Regions from separate parts of the Arachis hypogaea genome. Here region 1 is linked to region 2. Evidence: chromatin contacts called from public Hi-C data. All regions are on one chromosome and are shown on one strand. Each heading gives the region's core, a stretch centred on a gene start, on an enhancer-like site or on the middle of the called end of the contact. The rest is flanking DNA. Distances are from core to core; before and after follow the strand shown. Region 1 holds the start of LOC112736410 (DDT domain-containing protein PTM). Region 2 has its middle 5.7 kb from the start of LOC112736408.

Region 1 (4,452 bases), core at 275-2,774, 65 kb before region 2:
TAGCTCCTCTGAATCCAAAACATCATCGCAGAGTTTTTGCAATATCATTAACTTCCTACTTACAGGCAATAAATAATACTCGCAAGCAAAAGCCTCATCATAAAACCCTTTCCATTCAGGTCCTTTTGTGTGTCCATTAACTAATAAATACTGAATCACAAAAACAGGCCAAGTCAATGCATCAAGCAAGCCCCAATCATTGCACCTGCAAATACAACAACTTCAATCTAATCAAAATCAAGTGTAGACACCATTTCTACTATCAATGCTGTATACATGAATCTTGCCAAACCGAAAAAATAAATAAATAAATAGTAGAAAGAAATTTAAGCACCTAAGGCATTTCGATGCAAGCTCTGAGCCTTCAGATGAAACGGATTCAAGATGATGCCTCAATACCCGCAATAGGGAGACGTGAATAGAATCAATCAAGCTGTTAGCAACTCGGCAATTAAGACAACCAACAAAATCATCTAAAGTAAACGGTGCCAGGAACAACCTAGTGCTAAATGATCTCAAGAAACCATAAACAGCAAACAGGTGCGAAACACACTGCTCCGGCACACCAATAGTCCCTGACGATGGTGGCAACTGCAACAAAGGCGGCCGCGGTGGCACGGCAGGCACTGCCTCAGCATCTGAATCAGAATAATCATCACTCAACAAATCATCGCCACCTTCAGCTTGTTCCTCACCGTTTTCACCGTTAAGTTCTCCCGAAACAGGTCCATCAACCTTGGATTCATCTTTATTCATCTCATCAGAAGCCTTCACCGACTTAGCCTGAACCTTTACACTATTCTTCAACACTAATTGCTCCAATTTACCCTTCCTCTTAGTCAAATCATCATCAAAATCACTGTCATTTAGTAGAACAGCACGAACCTCACCACTATCCAAATCCTCGAAATCACCGTCCTCATAACTAACTCTATACAAGCCACACTCGTAGTACACAACTTTACCGAGAAAAACACCGATTTTCGGGAACTCCTTCAGCACGAATCGTCCAACCAACGCTATCGATCTGGTTGCCAAGGCTTGCCTCTTTGCTTCCAGAGCTTCCATTTCTTCCTCTTTTCTTCTACGCTTCCGCGGCCTCCCTCTCGATCTAACAACCGGTGGCTCCATCGCTTTTTCAAACGGAAACTAAAATTTCAGAAAAATCGGAACCCTAACACTTCGATTTCCTTCGGAAACTTCTAATTCTGATCCACCGGAGCTCTTAAAGCTAGGAATTGTTCGGATCTAAAGAAATGAGCGCAAATCGAAGGAGGAACTTGAAACTATATCGAAGAGTCGATGGTAAATTCCAGAAAATGGAAGGGGAAAAAACGGTTAGAAACGAAAATTCGTGAGACGGAACATGAGAGAGAGTGTGAGGTGAGTTTGAACAATTTATGGAGTGTGTGTGATTTTTTGGAGAGATAAGAAGAAGGTGCGAAAGAAGACGATAACCCTAGAGAACGAGAAGGAAGAGGGAAATTGGTTTCTTCTGGAGACTCAGTTACCGAGTTTTTTTTTTTTTATTATTCTAAATCAAGGTGAGTCAACTCGTCGTTATACTCGTTGCGTCCGAGTCGGCTCACCCACTCGTCCGAGTCGGCTCACCCACTCGTCCGAGTCATTGCGCTCCTAAATTTGCCAATTTTTCTTATCTAATTATTAATTAATGTGTATATATATTATATATTATATGTTATCAATATAAAAAAATTACACAAATACTTATCATATATTCAGATCAGTAAACAAAAAGTTATTAGTAGTCGTTTAAAATAAAACTTTTAGTACACTAGACTACTAGAGTATGTATAGGATGTTTGGATTATTATTGGAGTATTTACAAAAAAAAAAAAAGATATAATTATTTTTGAGAAAACTAATATCTATTTTGATTGTAAAATATTTTGAATATTAATAAATTCAAAACTTATATTTAATTATCAGTATTCATAAGACAAATTTTAAGCATTTGATTTTCTAATCAAATGGTAAATTCAATTCGGAAAAAAGTATTTGCAAAATTAAAAGTTCTAAATTCAAGTTAGGATAAAAGAAAAAGAATACCAATTTAATAAAACCATTTTTTGCTATCGAGTCTTTCAATGTTTCCTGAACTTTTAAATAAAATATAATTATACTAAATTGGTATGATGTAAAATTCTGATTGATGATCAAAAAACAACTAAGAAGATAAATATAAAATTATATTAAATTTATATAATTGTTTATTAGATTCTTTGTTAATAATTTTTATTTAATTATTTACAAAATGGGATATAAAGCACATATCATTTGATTAAAGAATTCAGTGAGGTATAGATCATACCTTATAGTTATTGGACATTGTTAATATGTTACACCATTTGAAAAGGATAATTACTTCATTTTTTTACTGTATACTTTGTTTCTAATAGATAAATTTGTCCAATTAAAATAACATTGAGAAGGAATTCAATAGACTAATTTATGTTTTGAAACTTCTAATTTTATAATAAATTTTGAATCTAGGGTAATATACATCAAACAATAATTTGTTACTCTATTGCATAAGTCTCGTCGGTGGGTTAACTAATAACTGCGAGTAAGTGTAATGGATATTCATTTATTTTCTTGGTTTGTTTACCATTTTATTTTATTCATGATGAATATATATCACGAGAAAATATTGCCATTAAGCGTAACATAATTTTTTAACAAAAACCGAACGAAATGAGTTGACACGGAACGAAGTGAGTCAAAATAGTAGTAGCAGCATGGTGAAGTTGAACGTAACTGTGAAGTGGGAAGGTCACAGTTCTGTAGCGTGTCAAATTATTACTAAATTATGTGAATTAATTTATGGCGGGAACAATATAATTTTCGCCACTCAACTCAATCTTATTTTCGCGCGAACTCTTCAAATAATATGAGTCGGTTCAATTTATAGAGACAAAAAAAATTAATAATGATGCAACGGCAATGCACGTTTTGGTCCTTTTGAATCACTTGTTAGCTGTTGCTGCCTCAGGATGTAAATTGAGCAATGCATAATTAATTAATATGATCCAATTAGCAAGTGTTGTTTTAAAAATATTTTTATTCTAATGTTATTCTGTTTTAATTTTTGGAATAAAAAATTGATTGCCTATTACAGCATGACGTTGAATATGTTTCATATTAGTTCATGTGTCAAAACAATTGAAAATGGCTATATAAGTTGTTCTTGTATCTATTTATTTGTGCTTAAGAAAAGAAAAGAAAAAGTAATAAACTAAGGAATATGGTTGTTCAAATATGTCAAGACATCGTTGCTTGAGTGCATTTGAGCAATTATACGATTATCACTACGAATGAAATATTACATTCATTCATATATAGATAATTGAAACTAAATCTTCAATTTTGTAAATTCAACATCCACAAAACCGGTTAGAATAAAGTTGTCATGTGCCAAACTTCCATTACTATGATATAAATGTAGCTCTAAGACAAGTAGAATAAAGTAGTCTGATTATAATTTTAATGTGTTTTCATTAGTTAGGTGAAGCATAAAGTGCTATTTTTTGTTTTCAACATTTGTCAAACATTTTAAAAATTATCAATGACACTGTTGACTCAAAATACAAAATGCATGCCTTAGAGGTGTGTTTATACAACACTTTGACTCTTAATTAAGTCAGTGCATGCACCAAGAAAAACGGTTACATAGCTCAAATTTCAAAATTAGATACCATAATCTTTATATCTTTATTAACACAAGTTAATATAAATGGATGAGGATTCTGTTTTTTAACCATTTTTTTCGAATTTGATACTTATTGAAAGATGAAAATAGAACTTATTTGTTTAAAAAAATTGTTCACTTTATATTTCTACACTACTTAAAAGATTAATCATTGAACTTTTGACCTAATAGATATCTTTGTGCAAACAAAAAAAAAAAAACATGATCTTTAGACATTAAAGATGTTTAGCAAATTACCAAGATACATTGGCTATCATATGATCTCATGTCCGAACTAGGAGACATGATGAGGCCACAATAATTCGTAAGCTTGATACATTGAATACATTAATGTTATATGTACTAGTGTATAAGCATTAATGTAATTATTGATCTATTTTTTATATATTAAATATATGCTAAATATAACATTCTAATTTTTTAAAATTATGCTTAAGTTATTTATATTATATTTGTTGTTGATATTCAATTTTTTACAAAAATTTTAAAATAAAATATTTATATAAACCAATTTATAAAAGATTGTCGATAACTAATTTTCTTTTTGAAGTCATTTGAAGAATAATGAGAGTTATGATCATTAGAATTGTAACTAGTTAACAAATATAAGTAACATGGTGATACTAATGCGGAATATGAATGTACTAAATTATAAAGACAAAAATAATGACAAACTTTATTTATAAAAAAAAAAAACGAAAAATCGCTCAATAAAGATCAAG
Region 2 (4,221 bases), core at 330-2,829:
TTTTATTTTTATTAATTATTTGCATGCGCAACCATATATCCTACTCCACAAAATCCCTTGACAGTTTAATGTCCTTGTCTACACATATTTTTCGTTAGACTAGCGCACTTATCTTAAATCACGGTCTAAATTTCTGAAACATTAATTGTGCCAAATATCAAGGATTAATTTGAGTGTTTCTTATTTTATATTAATTTCTAAAAAATAATAAAAAAGACATACATGCATCTAGATTTTTTGAGTTTTATTATATCTATATTTTTAATCTATCACTAATCAGCTACTATATACTATAATCAATATAATTTAAAAGGTTTTTAAAACCAAATTCATTCTCTTTCCCACTTTACAACACTAAGATGCTTTATTTATTCAACAATGCTAGGAACCAAGAGGATACCCGTCAAATGTCTCTAGGTGAATCTAAAATTATGGTGTTTATTTAGGATGTTTCTTCTACTAAGTATCAGAATATTTTTTTTCATACTAAATGAATGTTCTTTTATATATTTTATAAATTTTTTTATATACTAAGAATCAAATTGTTGGAAGTTTCATAATCTCCGCCCCTATTTCTCCAACGTATCATTTAGAATTTTAATTTGGGATGAGAAGTAATTAATATCAAATATTATAAATTAAAAACAAATAAAATTAATTAAATATAATTATAAATTAGTTAAGTTGTTTACTTTTTGGTTGATCACCTCTTGGTTCCATATACTTTTCTTTATTTAAATTAGTTTGACCGGTAAAATAGGATGTATAAAAACTTAAAAAGCATTTCTGAAATTTCTTCAGCATATCTTTGTTTGGTCTTATTAGCCGATTACTTGCCTAAGACTATTAAGACATGTAACAAGAGCATAGAAAAATGTTTGTTGATGATTGTCCAAAAAAATAAAAAAAATAAAAGAAGACAAAAGTAAAGAGAAAAAAAAAAAGAAATTGGCTTTGGATAAAGTAACTACAACCTAATTTGGTTTATATATGCGTAAAAAACAGATCGATTAGGTAGGCTAGAAAAATTAGTTTAATTAGAATAATGTTAACAAAGAAAGATTATATTTTAGGATGCCTCTCTTTTATTAATTATGACACTATTCATATTTTTAGGTCATTAAACTTAAACGTTAATTTTAGAGCATTCTTCGATCAAAAAGAAATCACTAAGACTATATTCATATATTTGCTACATATATATCTACATATTTATTTTTTAAAAAAATATTTTTTTAATAGACAAAATTTATTTTATATTTAAATAAAATTTTTAAAAAGAATTTTTAAGTATTAAAAAAAATTATTTTTTTAAAGTAAAATATTGCTAGCTTAAAAAAAAATCAAATAATTTATTTTTTTAATAAAAATATTTTTTTTAAAAGACGTATCCAAATAAATTTTAAATTGAATAAAAATACTTTATTTAAAAAAAATACTTTTTTTTTCACAAAAAACCAATTTAAACTAGCACTATAACACCTAAAAATAAATAAGTATGAAGCTATATTGTAGGACCAAGTAATCAGATACAATATATAGTTTAATGTAAGCTGTGTTTCTTCAACAGACATAGTAGGACCGTGTAATCAGATTTGGTTACTCATTTCTTTCTTATTAGATTATTAATAATTAAACTACATATTGTGAACAAAGATATGTAGGGTGTATTTTCATGCTTCATTTATTTATTTATCTACATCTTTAAGCCCATTTTTCTTGTATTAAAGGGCCAAGTGATGAGAAAGAAAAGGGCCTACATTATATTATATATAGTTATATACTACATATTGTTGAAGAGGTGGTAGTTGGTTAATTGACCGTTATTAATGGCAAAAAAAAAAAGACCTCCGAATGGTGAATTTAATTTTTTATATAAGAAATTCGTAAATGAAAACATTTTATATAAACATGTAATCAATATATACTATCACATCATCAATTAAAATATTTGACTTAATTACATATTAACATATTAAAGTCTTATAAATACTGATATTTAATTAAATAGCATTGTAACAATTAAAGTCTTGTTTCTATATGTGATTGATTATTGTAGAATTAAGATAGTAAAGACTTTGTGAAAGTGGGTTGTGACTAAGTATGTATATATAGGACAAAATTAATAGTTTCTACAACTAACCAATTGAATATTATTGATTATTGTTGGTTTTGGGTGAAATATCGAAATCATAGCAACTACATTTGGAGGCAATACACGAGGCCAGGGGTGCATCAGTGCATGAGAGAGTTCAAATTCAGAGCTTGGCGCAAAATAATGCGCATGTTACTGGGAAAATGGAGATACAACAATACCCATAACCAATCAAATGAAGACTTGTCTAAGTTTTTTGTTGTTTTGAAAGCGATGCCTTTCTTTGTATTTTGGTGCATTATGACTAGTTACTCTGTAGCCATAACTTGGTGTGTCTTGTTTATATTTCTTACTAGTTTTTATGAGAAGAAAAAGAAAGGTAAAAACTCAGATGAAGTCAACTTCATATGAAGTTGATACCTGAGAGTCGTTGGATTAAAATTTAGTCAAATCAGTCGAATAATTTAATGGCTCTCAGATATTAACTTCACGTAAAGTCGACTGCACCTGAGTTTCCACCAAAAGAAAAGAGCATTATTAGAAAAAAGAAGAATGGAATTGTCCAATTTGACTGCAAAAGTTGTTCTTGTTCCAAATTTTCTTGATATTCGTCAAACTTTGGATATTTATGGTAAACGTGGTCATTATGCCGAAAGGTTATATAAGAATATATGGAAAAAAAGAAGAAGCCAAGTTTGGGGTCTAAAAAAGGTAGGATTATAAATTGATCTAGTTCAAAGGATCAGAACTCAAGAAGGGTTGTATGTAGGGTTTAACTCATTTCGATGTTTGTTTTGAGGGTTAACTTTGGGGACATAAACCCATGATTCAGACGACTTTGTTTCATGTATTCCTTGACTAACTTTGTTTCATTCACATTTTTCAATTTTCACATTAGAAAGTTAGCTTATTTGTCTTTTAAGTTTAGAGTCTCCGATCCTAAAAATTAATTATCAACGATTTTTTAAAATTATATTAGATTTAATAGAAAATCTTAGAGACCAATAATTTTTAGTAATTTTGATCAGTAATTAATCAGTATAAATACTAAAGTATCTTTAATAAATAAATATTATTGATTTATGCGTGTAGATTTTGATAAATGTAGGATGCAAAGTATGTTGACTCATATGTATAAATTCTGATAAATATATGTGTAAATTATATATTTTATGTGTACAAATTATTGTTGATTAAGTACGTATTAACCTAAAAATGATAATATTTGACAATCATATAGTATTGTTGTTTACTTAATTCTAAATAATATGATATTATTTAGTCTATTTGGTAATGTATTAGAATCACATATTATTTCTTATAGATAAAGGCTAAATAATTCTTTTATTATAATTTTTTATCTTCAACTTGATGAGTTAATAATTTTTAAGATTGAATTTGACTAATTCTTAGCTTTAATATATATACTTTTTAATTTTCCCCCCTTATATCATGGGGAGGAAAAAAGAAGATGACTACTACAATTAAGGAAAACAATGCAAGAAACAAATTATTAAAAGAAGGTAGGGTAGATCCATAGATGTCTATAGTGTAGTCCACACTCAATGCGATAGCTAGGTCACATTTTTAATCTTTCTTTTCACATGAATTAGTTATGTATGGTTATCATCTGTGATGAACAACAATAGAGCCGAAAATTAAGATGCCAAATAAAAGGTTAAATAACCACATAGAAGTGATACTTTTATAGTTTCTAGGTATATTAGAATCTACAAACTCAAAATGTATAAATAATTTTCACTAAGCTTAAATGCCTGCCCGCCCCCAAATTTGGGACTCGGTTAAATAATAATAATAATAATAATAATAATGAAAGTTATTTAGAAATTCCCTACTACCTCTAGAAGGAAAAAATAGGGCATGATTAACCTTGGTATATTGTGCAAAATAAGCTTAAATTTTAGGAATTATTTTAAAGGTAAAATTAAGTGAAAAGTAAAAATTATAATTAAAATGTTTAAAATATTGTGTATTATATATGATGTTTCTATTTTTTTACTGTAAAAAGAACAATAATATTTATTTTTCACTAAAATATACTCTTCACTAAAATTATAATTTGACCATTATTTCCTACTAGTTTTGCAATGAAAGTAATTTTTTCT

The links. A called contact is a pair of places that touch in the nucleus more often than the background predicts.
Region 1: a Hi-C map of leaf shows a contact between it and region 2, with 1.8 times the contacts expected there. The contact joins the promoter of LOC112736410 here to the enhancer-like site in region 2. A contact is called at or near these places in 5 of 8 Hi-C or Micro-C datasets (leaf and an unstated tissue).

The regions. Positions count from the first base shown.
Region 1 is chr13:2,593,301-2,597,752 of arahy.Tifrunner.gnm2.J5K5, reverse strand. It overlaps LOC112736410 (DDT domain-containing protein PTM), which reads right to left and starts at 1,524. Exons shown (of 9, transcript XM_025785852.3): 1 at 335-1,524; 2 at 1-205. The coding sequence starts at 1,131.
Region 2 is chr13:2,528,674-2,532,894 of arahy.Tifrunner.gnm2.J5K5, reverse strand. No RefSeq gene overlaps it. Among protein-coding and RNA genes, the nearest start is that of LOC112736408, 5.7 kb to the right of the region's middle. Within about 2 kb of position 1,579, at least 2 of the 3 cell types and tissues checked have open chromatin away from gene starts, as enhancers often do.